2 separate regions of the Mus musculus genome follow, and region 1 is linked to region 2. A link is a contact called in public HiChIP or PLAC-seq data. All regions are on one chromosome and are shown on one strand. The core of a region is the stretch at or near the end of the contact, and the rest is flanking DNA. Distances in the headings are between cores, read along the strand shown.

Region 1 (3,688 bases), core at 1,065-3,564, 270 kb before region 2:
CCCACCACTGTTGCCATAATCCCCTCACAGCACCTGTGGCTCAGGTTCCACTTTGGCATCTGTAATGAAACTCTCTGCAGAGAGGCGGTGCTTCACAGTGCTCCACAGAAGGCTGCCATGAACACTAAGCTTGGTCTGTTAGGTGTCTAAATGGAAGGGGCATCTACCTCAGGTTTTGATGATTCAGGCTTCCTGTCTGAGAGCAGAACCCAACCTCTATGATCTTCTCCACCAGCACCAGGAAGTCATTACTTTAGGCTTCCTGACTCAGGACCAATGATTACATGAGACGGACTCTGGCTGAAATAGTAGACTCCTGAAATATCTAAGACGTGTTCCCAGCTATCTTCCTTATATTGTGATCTAAGTGAGTTAGGTTTAACATACATTTTTCTTTTTCTTTTTTGACTGGCTCTGGCTGTCCTGGAACTCAGGCTAGCCACAAACTCTGAGATTTGCATATACCACCACTGCCCAGCAGGCTTACAGGTTTACTATCCTTAATTATGTATTTTCCTATTTTAATGCTCTTAATATATTACAAATACGATTTAATTATAGTTGTTTTGAAAGGAATGCAGTGGTTTTTTCTTCCACAGTGATGATGTACATTTGTGCAACTTACACACAAACAGTTGCAAGCATGTACATGCACACACATACATGCTAACAAAAACTCCAGCATAGAAGCTCTTCTTGGGTGGTATCCACGTGGTTCTGTTCCAAAGATTACTCATATATAAAAACTGATTCCCAAATGGTTTGGAAATCCAAGAATCGACTTTCCAAATCCAAGAGTCAGATTTCTGTGGAGGTTTTTTTTGGGGGGGAGGTCCTTTCATTTTGCACCATCTAGATTGCTACAGTTATGGCAAACTTGGAGGGATCCCCAATCTGGGGGATGGGGAAGCATTCACAAGAGTTTCCTTCCTCTCCAGTCTCCTGATGGGTCAGTCTGAAGACATCCTCCATTCTAGCAGCCAGCAGCAGCACGAGGAGGAATGAGCAAGATCAACGAGTTCATATCTAAAATATGTTTCCAAGTCCCATGGTGAAGCATGGTGAATAAACACACTTTGTCCTGCACACTGTGGGTTGTCAGCAGAAGGATGGATGAAAAGGGACCAAGCTGTGCTCCCTTCCCTGGGATGTGGAGAGGGTTGGTGACAGCCACTCCCATGTGGGGTGGGTAGGAGGGGAGGGGGCAAGCCTTCCTAAAGCCTGCAAGCTGGAACTGCTGCTGTAGCCTCCTTGCTTCTGGCCAGACGCCAGTCCATTAAGGGCACAGACTCGAGATTTATTCCTATGCTTGCGTTATATCCACACATAAAATCTGGCCCTGAAACCACAGACCAGTGCCAAAATCTGTTTGTTCCTTTAAGTTTTTGTATTTATTTTAATTAAGTGCTAGCAGAATGCCATTTACAGTGGCATATTGAATACCTTTGTTAATTAACCACACCAAACCAGGGAGACAGGCTTCCTCCGCATTCTTTTAATTAACTGAAATATGAAATAGTTCAAGGACAAGTTAAGCGATGGTTTCTTTATAGATGGGAGAGGTGGGGGCGGGAGGTGGTAGAGAATATGTCCTTCACCAGCGATTAAGCAGAGTTTTGATAATTCACAGGTCTAGCTGGATATATCTGTTGTAGTCATTATCAGAAGTAAGAAAGATGAGCAGACGTAACACATTAAATATTTGGATTAAAAGAAGTCTTCATTCAATATGAAATACGGTAAAAAGCTTTAAGTAGCTTGAGTGGGCTTAATGTTGCTAATGATTCAGCCTCTTATGAATTAGAGAATCCAGACAGATGCCTGACATCCGAGGTTTGGTCCCAATGCCTCAGAGGTAGAATGAATTTTCAGGTTGCATATATTCTTTTCTCTGGGCTGCCATGGTTTTTTTGTTTCTCTATTGCCCATGCAAGCACCCCAACATGTGCCTTTGTAAAAGTCCATATTCCCTCCTGTGAAGCTGTTGAGACAGAGTAATTCTCCTGTGTATGTGGGATGCTGTTTCCCCCAAGCCCAAAGCAGCTATAAACCCATGTGGGTGCTGAAATGTTCCGCTCCTGGAGACAGTATTAAGCCTATCTTCAGCACCACAGTTAGCTCAGAGAACAGTGAGTTTGCATTGGCCAAAGAGCAGCAAGCCATTGAGAAACTCTGCCTTCCCCGCAGGAGAAAGGAGAAAGGCCAGACCCAAACACTACTGGCACACCATTTACTTCTTAAAGCCCTGGGTCACAGCCCCATTGAGAGTAGTCAGCTGCTGCGGCACAAAGGCGTCAAACCATTCACTTGCCAAAGGCACACACCCTGCAGAGGCTGCAAGGGGCACTTGTGCTTCCAGCAAAGGAAGGCTTGCTCAGGGGGCGGGGCATTTTGACTCCTGTTCTCGGCACTGCAGATAAACTCCTCCGTCACACACGTCACACGCTCTGCAGCTCTGAACCGCATTTTCCAGACACAAGCTGCCAAGTGAAATCCCTTCTATATTAAATTTTGCAGCCGTCCTAAGAAAGGGAGAATTATTTGCTGGGCTAAGGAAATGAAATATATTTTAAATTGAATAGCCTCATGAATATGTTAATAAAGACCCAAACAATTTAATAATGATAACAGACCTTGTCTTCATGTGGCCTCTTTCTTCCAGTAAAGGCTGACAGCACTTAGCCGGGGGTGGAGAACATAAGGGCCTTGCTCCACAGACTAATGAGCACAGCTTTCACTCTGTGTCTGAAACAGGCAGTGGGCACCATCTTGTCCACTGCCTCTCTCAACAGGATGAGGGTTGAGTTCCTAGAAACTGGAGGCTCTAGAACTCCTCCATGGGGCTCTCCCTGGTTCCTATCTCAATGATCCCAACCATGAGAGGGACTCACGTGTCTGCAGCACCCAATGGCAAAAATGGTGGACATGTAATCTTCACCTACTCTGTTGCCTTAGATAGGATGGTGTCTTCCTCAGCTCAGGTTCCAATGCAGACCCTCTGGACCAGCCGTGGCACACCAGCTCTCTATGTTCACTTCTATTTGAGGGAGAGGCAGATGAACAGTGAAAACTAATATTGGCAGAAGTGTCCAAGGGGCAAATGTATAGGCAAAAGGGCAAGAAGGAAGAGGAAGACCCATCAAGGACCTGGGGGTAATGGGCACTCAACTTCAGGTATATTGTGGGCTTGTCCTGAGCAGGACAAGGTGATGGTGAAGAGGACAGAAGGACAGAGTACCCATGAGCACCACAGACCTCACGGCTTACAGAAACCATGAGTGAAGGAAAGGTAGCAGGGATGGGTGGACAGGTAAATAAAATCAGCATCATGCTGTAGTGGCCTCTTCAGAGCTGGTGTCCATGCAAGTCCTCAGGCCTGGTTGCATCCCACAGGAGTTGCTGACCTCCCCTGGGGAACCCCTCTTCTCACGTTTCTTCTGAACTATGCTTTCAGTTGCAGTGCAAAGGGATGGAACACACACAGTTCCATAAAGAACTTCCCCTCTTTGCCTCACTTGAGCATGTTCTTGGGCATCTATGACTGAGCAAAGACCCTCCAACAACTTAGAATATGTCCAACTCTAAGAAAAAAGCAGCCTCCACCATCAAGCCACTTCCCGGGCCCTGAGGTGTTGATTGGACGGACAGGAATGAATGAAAGGCTGACAGAAGAAAGCCTTGGTCATTA
Region 2 (3,644 bases), core at 222-2,721:
AGTTTCAGCCAGCCATGGCCACAAAGCAAGATACTGTATTTTCTATTTTTCTATTTATTTATTTATTTATTTAAATTAAAAAGAGTGCAGACTTTGAGGATGCAGGTACTAAGGGGCTACCCTGCCAAGGGGCTGCCCTGCCATTTCCATTCAGTGTGTGGACCCAGTAATGAATGCAGGATTTCCCCCCAGAGATTCAGAATTACCCAGAAGACATAGCATCTTACCAATAACCTGTCAAGAGACCTGTCCCTCCCAGGGATCATCTCTAAGAAGCTGCCTCTGTCCCCCTCTATTGGTCCACAGCAGTCCAGGCACCAACAAGCCAACACTAGTTTGTTACAGGGATTGGTATTACCCCATAGCTCTTTCTGTGCTGTCAAAGATTTGTTTCTTCCTGAAAGGGTCAGAAAGTTCCTGGACAGAGTGACAGTGTGTGGGGTTGTGGTGGCATATTGGTTGTCTGATGTCTGTAGCTCTTGAGAGGCTTCTCTTAGTAGAGAAGATCCTAGGTTATTGTTCCATGTCTATGCAGCAGTGTAGCTTGAAAGTAAGAGAGTGGGCATTCTGAGTTTCTATTGTCAGAGGGCCTGGATTTTCTCTACATTCTCCTGTGCTCATGTGAGCTACATACAGGAACACAGGGCCACCCCTGCACAGGGGTCTGGAGCTCACACATCTTTCTGCATGTATCCACCAACCTTCTTCCTGGTCAGTTACCATCTTTAAAGACTGTTAGCTCCCACCCCAACCCCACCTGAAAGAACAGGAGTACTATGGAAGAGCTGAGCAGACAGGTGGGATCCTCTAGCCCTCCCATGCCATCAACAGTGGGCACAGAGCCCACTAGGATTGTCCTAGTGTGCATAGTGAATGGACAGTTCTAGTGCGCATAGTGCAAATACTGTCCTAGTGTGCATAGAGCACGGACTGCCAACCACACAGGGTGCTGCAAGAAGCTGGAGGAGAAGAAAGGTGCCATAGGACTTCAGGGCTGCTACCTTTCAAACGTGCTAGTATTATACAGGTGCTCTGAGCACCTTGGGCTGGCTCCAGAGCAGGCGATAGACCCAACACACAGGTTTTTATGTTGCCAATGAACCGGGGCAGAGATGCAGGTAACAGCTTAATGAGCGTTGCCAAAACAAGTTGGGGACCTCAGCGTAAAACAGAATGCTCTATTACCTTGAAATAGGCTCAAGGTTGCAACCACTGAGGTTCCAGCATGGAGGTGTACAAGCCTCCAGCGTTAGCCTCTGTTGGTGGCTGCTGGATTATACAGCCAGGCATGCCATGGAGCAGGCTTGTGGAGAGAGACTGTTTCACCGAGAAAGAGTATTGAGATGACTTGTGTTAAGAGCATCACACCCATTGAAATGACTGAGAACAAGCACTTTGGGGCCTTTGAAAGCAGGGTGGTAATCTGCTGAGTCATCCGAAACCCTTGGGATCTGAAACTGTTGGCTCCCCCGCCCCCTCCTCACAGCCTGGAGTCCTGGCAGGGAGGGGAGGAGTCTTCATTCTCGCTGAGTGGATGCTTGCTTCTGCGCCTCCAGCCTGCCACTTCATTAGCGCCTCATTAGCAGACACTGCACAAAACAATCCAAAGGGTGTTCTGGGGCAAATGTATCCAATGGTTACAGCATCTTATAGAAAGTTTGGTCGTTAAAAAAAGTTTTTCAGGGCCTAAAGGTCCAACTTTCTGAGGGCGGGGGGCAGATGGGGGACATCACGCTTTAAGATGGTGTTTAGGGCTTGCCCTCTGGGTCACAGAGTTGCTGAATCTTTGCTGCCTCCAACAGAACACCGCTGTGCTTGCTCATTAGGGAAATGGGCAGATGCAGAGAGGTTCAAGGCCAAGGGCAGAGGCCCGGACTAGTGTGTTCCTGAGCTCAGCTAGTTTTGGAGAAAGGGCTGCAGGAAGTCAGTACCTGTGAACACACAACACATTTGTGTGACCTTTAGGGCATGGTATGGTCTCCAATCCACTGGCTAATGGTATTGTTTCCTCAGCAGGAAAACTTGGTTGAACTTCTCAACAGTCATCCCACTGTTCTTGTTAGACACTCCCTGCTACCAATAAATAAGCCAGCGACCCCACTCCTCAACTCCAAGGATTACAAATCTCCATGTCTGTCCCCCAGAGTCTCCCTAAGGTAGCCTCATGTCTAAGCCCTTAGAACAGTGGCCAGCATTGACACTGAAGTTTCTAGGTTCTTGAAAGTCTAGGCTTGCCTAGGGCACCAAGAGCATCAAGAAGTATCCACGTCACGTGTCCACATTCACTCAGCCATGACATCCATCAAGAACAGCAGTGATAATCACTACGTGGCCTCGAACTAATCAGGCGTCTGTCCATGTAGTGAGTTGGCCTAATGTTATTTGTATTCTAATGTTAATTTGGATCCCCCCAAACTGTCCTAAAGACAGATCCGTATGTAAGGTATTGAGGGACCCTGTTCCCTGTTAATTCTGATTGGTAAATAAAGATGTTACCAGCCCATAGCTAGGGAGAAGAGATATAGACAGGGTTTAGGTTTCCCAGGTTTGGGACCATGAAGAAGAGGAAGGAAGAAAGAAGAAGAAGCCACCATGGGATAGAGAGGACATATGGGAGAGGAGAAAGAAAAACTGCCACGGGCTAGGGGCCAAGAGAACGTAGCCCAGAGGGCTGCCTGATTGGAACTAAGAGCAGCCCAGATGAAACATAGTAATAGCCTGGGTTATGGATAGGAGGTAGATTCTAACAGCTTAGAGGGTAGACAGTTGCCCAGCTACTGTGCTGTTCAAGGCATTTTAAAATGTAATGGCTGTGTGTGTGTGTGTGTGTGTGTGTGTGTGTGTGTGTGTGTGTGTGTGTGTGTGTGTGTATGTGTGTGTGTGTGTGTGTTTGTGTGCCTTTCATCCGGGAACATAAATGGTTTAATGCAGGAAGGAATCCCATTCAGGGATTTATGTATTTAATGCTACATGTCCACTTTCACATACACATTTAGACTCACTAAACCACACGACCTGAGCTCTGCCTGGCCATGATTTTTTTCTAAATCATGCTGATGTAGAACCAGCCACTAAGGGCCACTATGAATCCAGCCACTGCAAGAATTCTCAACAGTCACCCTGGAGCCCGGTCCCTTCCTGCTAAAGTAGACCTGTAGCAACTTGCTGCTGTTGTGAGGGTCTGAAACAAATTCTGGTGGAAGCCACCAGCTAACCCTCACTCAGGACAGTCATGGCTGCACTGGGCATGTACTCTAGCCCAGAAGATGAACTACCCCACCCAGCTTCTTGCTAACATTGCAGCCTTTAGAGAAACAGCTTCATGGAAGTTTCTGTAAAGGAGACACGGAGAAGAAAGTTGATCATTTGGATCTTAGAGATGTCCACACTGAGACAGGGAGAGTGTGACCTTGTGATGAGCCTGGCGGTAGTGAAGGTGGCTGCTGGATGAGTAGTGAATACTGAAGCTGTAACTACCGTCCCTGCACACAGTGGTAAACTGAGGACCAAACGGACAGTGTGTGCGCAGTGTGTGCAGCTCTGTAGAGACTCCTACATGCAGGCTCAGTCCTCCCCACAGCATGAGTTCAGTGTTCACCTGATATTGGATGAAACAGCCACACCTGAACACTGAGTTCCATTCC

Evidence for each region. HiChIP or PLAC-seq counts read pairs in DNA pulled down with a chosen protein or histone mark.
Region 1: a contact with region 2 is called in an H3K4me3 HiChIP or PLAC-seq map of embryonic basal ganglia, with 2.3 times the contacts expected there. The contact joins two enhancer-like sites. A contact is called at or near these places in 2 of 484 Hi-C or Micro-C datasets (the C10 cell line and embryonic stem cells), 7 of 115 datasets of contacts at active chromatin or transcription factors (bone marrow-derived dendritic cells, embryonic basal ganglia, embryonic forebrain and 2 more) and 1 of 9 other capture datasets (embryonic stem cells).

What each region holds. Positions count from the first base shown.
Region 1 is chr13:69,986,042-69,989,729 of GRCm38.p6, reverse strand. The region is part of intron 2 of Gm36019 (a long non-coding RNA gene); the gene reads right to left. Among named protein-coding and RNA genes, the nearest start is that of Gm36019, 4.3 kb to the right of the region's middle. Within about 2 kb of position 2,314, at least 40 of the 459 cell types and tissues checked have an H3K27ac peak or open chromatin away from gene starts, as enhancers often do. A contact at or near this core is called in embryonic basal ganglia, where this site is marked.
Region 2 is chr13:69,716,263-69,719,906 of GRCm38.p6, reverse strand. The region is part of intron 1 of Ube2ql1 (ubiquitin-conjugating enzyme E2Q family-like 1); the gene reads left to right. Among named protein-coding and RNA genes, the nearest start is that of Gm35618, 20 kb to the right of the region's middle. Within about 2 kb of position 1,471, at least 31 of the 459 cell types and tissues checked have an H3K27ac peak or open chromatin away from gene starts, as enhancers often do. A contact at or near this core is called in embryonic basal ganglia, where this site is marked.